2 separate regions of the Mus musculus genome follow, and region 2 is linked to region 1. A link is a contact called in public promoter capture Hi-C data. All regions are on one chromosome and are shown on one strand. Each heading gives the region's core, a stretch centred on a gene start, on an enhancer-like site or on the middle of the called end of the contact. The rest is flanking DNA. Distances are from core to core; before and after follow the strand shown. Region 1 has its middle 140 kb from the start of Gm51655. Region 2 holds the start of Brinp2 (bone morphogenic protein/retinoic acid inducible neural-specific 2).

The links. Promoter capture Hi-C pulls out the DNA fragments that hold promoters and counts their contacts.
Region 2: a contact with region 1 is called in a promoter capture Hi-C map of hippocampal neurons, with 3 times the contacts expected there. The contact joins the promoter of Brinp2 here to the enhancer-like site in region 1. A contact is called at or near these places in 4 of 39 promoter capture datasets (the 3T3-L1 cell line, 3T3-L1-derived adipocytes, embryonic stem cells and 1 more), 1 of 484 Hi-C or Micro-C datasets (the N1E-115 cell line), 2 of 115 datasets of contacts at active chromatin or transcription factors (embryonic forebrain and forebrain) and 1 of 9 other capture datasets (liver).

Annotation. Positions count from the first base shown.
Region 1 is chr1:157,885,942-157,888,641 of GRCm38.p6, forward strand. No RefSeq gene overlaps it. Among named protein-coding and RNA genes, the nearest start is that of Gm51655, 140 kb to the left of the region's middle. Within about 2 kb of position 1,375, at least 27 of the 459 cell types and tissues checked have an H3K27ac peak or open chromatin away from gene starts, as enhancers often do. A contact at or near this core is called in the N1E-115 cell line and hippocampal neurons, where this site is marked.
Region 2 is chr1:158,354,887-158,357,586 of GRCm38.p6, forward strand. Brinp2 (bone morphogenic protein/retinoic acid inducible neural-specific 2) reads right to left here and starts at 1,374. Exons shown (of 8, transcript NM_207583.2): 1 at 631-1,374.

The DNA of each region.
Region 1 (2,700 bases), core at 125-2,624:
TGAGAACATCTCCAGGGTATTTTTCATGATTGGTTCAAGGGGAACTCTCCCAATCTTATCCTCAGATGTTTAACTTCAATTGTAAACTGAATCTAGCTAAAGATTCAACAGTTCTCAGTTCAACATAGCAACCTGGCAGTAGAAGTATCTACAACAGGGACCACTGCACATGTTTATGGAATCCAATAAAGGTATCTTCACTATTTATATGCAGTGTCAATCACAGTGGGAAAATATACAATATGTGAAGAATCAAGATTATATAGTATGTAATCAAAAGAAAAGGAACCAATAGAAACAGTTTGGTATGTGACAAAATGTTGAAATTGCCTAATCATTTAGAAAGGACTATGATACATGCATATGTGGATATAGCACAAAAGGTAGGCCATGCACAATGAGACATGAGGAACTTCAGGGAAGAATGGAATCTGTATAAAATGAATAGTGTGCATGGGAGAAATAAAAAACAAAAAACCCACAAGCAATGAGGAATGAATTCAGTGTTTCCATTATCTGCTATTGCATATGAGATACCACAGAAAGGGATTTAGCAAACAATTCTTTCCTCGATTCCCCTGTCTATCTGGGCTCAGCTAGGCAGCTCCTTTTACTCCATAGGATGATGATGATGATGATGATTGCAGCATTAGCCAAAAGGTAGAAATGGCCTATGCTGAAGGACAGATGCCTGGATAAATAACATGGCACATGTAAGCAGTGAAATACTACTCTCATGAAAAGAGTGAACCTCGACAAGGGAGAAGAAACCTGAAGGTATACAGATAATTATAAGATAAAAGGAGAAGTAGTATGTGTTCACATTATACCAGCATGAAATATCTATAATAGAAAAATTCACAGTACATAAGGTAGATTAGGAGTTTCTAGATGTTGGTAGAGGTGAAAAATTATTATTTCATTACTGAATGAAAAATGTGGGTTCACCTGGATTCTCTGTGTCAATTCCATCTCTTTCCTTTTGTTTTTAAATATAATAAAATGTTTTTAAAGCTGCATTTTGTCTTTCTTGAAAAAGAAAGCACATCCTCAAATCAGAAAATGGGATTGTTTTCTTCCCCCTTTGCTTCATTCTCAGCTCCTATAAAGGTGATTTGAAGAGGCACTGGGACAAGCCACAAGAGGAAGGGACAGTGACACAGAGAGGCTCTGCTTGCAAACACAGGGATATTTTGAGCAGGGTCTTTAAGAAAGTGGGACTGAGTTGAATTAAAAGCCAAGGCCTGCATGCAAACAGTTTGATCATGTCTGTGAGGGACTTCATGTTCCCTTTGTGCTTCTGGCCTGCCAGTCCATTCTTTGTGCCAACAGCTCTGTCTCTCACAAGCTGGAGGCAGAGTCTTCATTCAGTGAGTTAATTTTAAATGAAATGAAAACCCAAGTCATAATGTTTGGTTCACTACGCAGGCAACAGGCACTGTCTGCCTCATTAATGATTAACATGGCAGCTGGTAATGTCTTGCAGCTGGTTGACCAGTTTAATGATGCCAGAATCTGGCTGAATCCTCTTTGTGCTCTGACCAATACAGGGACCACCTTTTCCTCACAGTGCTTTGAGTGTGGTGTTTAGTGAATAAAGATACAGATTATGAAGTAGAAGACAAAATCTTTCTTGTGTTACAGCCAGCTCACATAGATCTATACTTGTTTGTCTGGGTCTGATGCAAAGGCTGTACTCTTAAAGAATGTGTTTATCTGAGGTGGAAAGTAGAAGATTGGTTACCAAAGAGGCAAGAGGAGGTGTTAGAGTCAGTGGACCACTGGTGCTAACGATGAGACCCGGGAGATCCAGGAGATACTTCTTAGTTAAGTAAAGAACCTTGGTGTATTTGCACGTGTGCAAGTATGGAGAGGGCATCTGGAGGCCTGCGGTTGATAGCAGGTGTCTTCCTTGATGTCTTCACATTATATCTTGAAATGAGGTCTCTTACCAAACTCCTATCTTGCTATCTTAGCTTACTCCAAGAATCCCCTGTCTCTCTGAGTATTACAAGGGAAACACCTTGCCCACAGAAATTTCATGGATGCCCCTTCTTATATGATAAATTCTTTATTCACTGAGCCATTTCTTCAGCCCTTGAACCTCTCATATTTCTGCAGAGTGGGAAAAATGCTCTCCTTCATTTTTCAGAACAACCAGTCATGGACTGAGATGAATCCCTAAATAAAGAGATGGCTCAGTGGGTAAGGAACTTATCACACAGGCACGAACAAGGAGGAGTGCTCACATCCTGATTCTGATCTTTGCCCTCAGAATTCCTCACTGCTTTCTCTGATACACGTTATCTGTTTCTCAGCTTCCGCTACTCTGTGTATCCTTGGACCTAGGATCCCCAGTGACCTTGACCAGATCTCCTGAGCTGCTTTGCCTAGCAATTCATAATTTACAAGAGCATTGCACGGCTTGCTAATAGAAGGTACCATATAAAGAGCAGAGCCCCATTTCTGTCCTGGCTGATGCCTTCCATTAAGATGATGCTCTTGATATTCTAAGCTGTGAAGACTGATTTTGAGTTAAGTGCTTGTACACTTAATTTGCTTTCACTTAAAGCACGCCACTGGTGACGGCGCCTGTTCTGTGACCCGAGGTACTCATTTTTTTAGCACTCGAAACTGCAAGGACAGCAGAGGAGATTACATTGTTAGGGATTACGCCATCCCTCTCCCCACCCCAGACTC
Region 2 (2,700 bases), core at 124-2,623, 470 kb after region 1:
TCTCCAGTGTACTACCAGGATTGACTCAGTCGATTGGGGTTTCTGTTATACCACCCAAAGGAGACTATGGGATTCACTCCTAGGAATTATTTTTGTCCCTCATTACATGTTCATAGAAGAAATAGACTGGCCTCTAAAGCATGCCACAGGGCTTTAATGACCATGTGAATACAGCTATATTGCACAAAAGAATACCAGGTCTTTAGGGTCCTCCCCAAACACAGTGAACCTCGTGCAGTTCTGTCCGGCATCAGCTAGGCAAGCAAAAGTCCTTGTCATCCTCTGCAATTATGGAGCCCGAATGAATTTTCGAAAGCTAATGGGAGTTGCACTAACTTTAAGGACTTAAACCAGGCAAAAAAAGAAAAAAAAAAAAAAAAACCAATATAGGTCAGGCAGAGTGCCCAAGCTCTGTGACAGCCATGCGACACCAGGAGGCGATTCCAGAGTCAGCTCAAACCCAAAGTCCACTGCTAAGCTCCACCTGACAGAAACTACGGGGTGGAATGGGAGTTATTCCTTTTGCTTGCAATTGCCAGGCACCAGACAAGAAGGTTGAATGAGGACTCATGAAAATCACAACGAAAGGTGATACAGAAAACCCAGGGGTACAGACCCCTGCACGATTACCTTGAATCCTTGTAAGAGTCCTTCTTGCTGTATCAGCTGCTCCCCAAACCACCAAGGACTGCGAGGAGACTCCCAAAAGACGCCTGATTTTTGTGCAACATCTCCAGTGGCAGCCTTCCAAAGTTTTTACTTCATGATTTCTTGTGGCTCTTTCTCCTTTGGGGAAATATGAAATGCCACCCCCTCAGCTTGTGAGAGGGAACGGATGTCTCTTTTCAAATTCTCCTGCTCTGGGCTTTGCTGTCGCCGCCGCCGCCGCGGCGGCAGCTTTTAGACCACTTGCCTGCTGCCTTGCCGTGGAGCAGCGAGCATCCCAGGCACCCACAGCATCTGTGAAGTGGGATCAGCACTAGGCTGGGTCGCACGCGGCGTGGGAGAGGTGAGGAAAGTGGGAAGCCAACTGAGAAGTCCCCTGTCCCTCGACCGAGGTGAAACCCAAGATCTTGCCTTCTTTTTTTTCCAACTCTAAAGAGACTCACCCGCCCTGTCATCCGAAATCTGTGCCTTGTACATGGACAGAAATCGTTCCTCAGGCGTCTGGGCTCCTTCGGCTGCCTGAGGACCTGCTGGTGTCCTCGGAGCGCGCGGCAGGTGCATTTCCAAGTCCTCCGGAACCCGTCGAGCTCAGCGGAGGCGCTGCGGGTTGAGCCGCGAGCCGCGCGGCAGGCAGGCGGATTCCATCCTGGAGCTGCAGCCCGGCGCGTCCCCACTCCGGCTTCCCGGTCCGTACCTAACCAGTGTCACCTGCAGACTCAGACACCGGATGAGTGTCTTAAGATAACAATGCTGCCCTGCCTGCCTCTCTCGTTCTTTCTTATGCACGTAGGTTGGCAGCCAATAGGACCCTGCGCCATACTCACCACAGGCTCCCATTGGCTGTGAAGCCTGGCAGGAGGCGGGTTCTGAGGCCTACCGGCAATCTCCTTTGGCTAGCTGGCAGGCTGGGGTACCAGCTCTGTTAACCCTCCCAGCTTTTTGCAGCAGCGACTTTTTCCCCCTCCCCGCAGTAAGGATAAGGAAGAATTGGATAAATTCGCGGCTGCGTGTGGCGTTGGGAGTGAGATTGGAGCGTGTCAGAGGCTGAGGAACAAGAAGTAGACTGGGAACTAATTACATTTGCTTTGGTCTTCTGAGTTACAATATTCATTCGTCCCAGCCCATTTTGTTTGCTTGCTTAACCAGAACTCCCAGAGATGGGGACCCATTTGAGCCATTTTCCTTCTAATTTGAGGTTTCATTTAGTTGTTCTGTGCTTTTTAAACCTCCTGAATTACTTAATTAGAAGTGAGCCCCCAAGTGAGAAATAGCTCTCTCTCTCTCTCTCTCTCTCTCTCTCTCTCTCTCTCTCTCTCTCTCACACACACACACACACACACACACACACACACCCCGGGGCCGGGGGCGGGGGGGGGGGAGGGAGGGGGTAAAGAGGGAGGCAAAAGACCACAGGAGCTCTGTGGTAAGATGACCAGGCAGAGAATCGCTGAACAGCTAAATTGAGACACCTCACGCCCCACACCAGACCTGTAGGGACAACAGCAAAGAGGAGAACTTGGGGATTCTGGGGAGACCTCTGAAATGGCCTGCGTCCAAAAAGAAAGAGAATTGTTTTGCCTGTGATGGTTTCCTTCTGTGTGTCTCCTTTCACTCCAGTGGCTGTCAGGAAGAGGGACTCGCATTTTTTAAAGGAAGACTAGAGAAAGGAGAACAGGACAAGCCTTGTTTCTGAGAAGCAGGTGCTGTCTGCTGAGCCTGTGAAAGGGAAGTCCGGGCAGTGGGTAAGGGAGGGAGAAAAGGAGGGAAAGAAGGAAAGAAGGAGGAATAAAGATATTAACTTTAATTGAATGGATGTGAACGATATGTTTTTGATGTTCTAATAAATGTGTGAGGCTGAAATGCATCCTACTAACTGGCGAACTACACTAAATTTTGGAAAGAGCCGTTGTTGAAGAAAGATAAGTTGAAAGTGGCAAGGGATGTGGGGGAATTCCCAGTGAGTCACATGATGAAGGCCTATATAGAGGAGAATAGGCAGAGAGGGAGACAAGTGTCTCCATTTAGTTTCCTTGA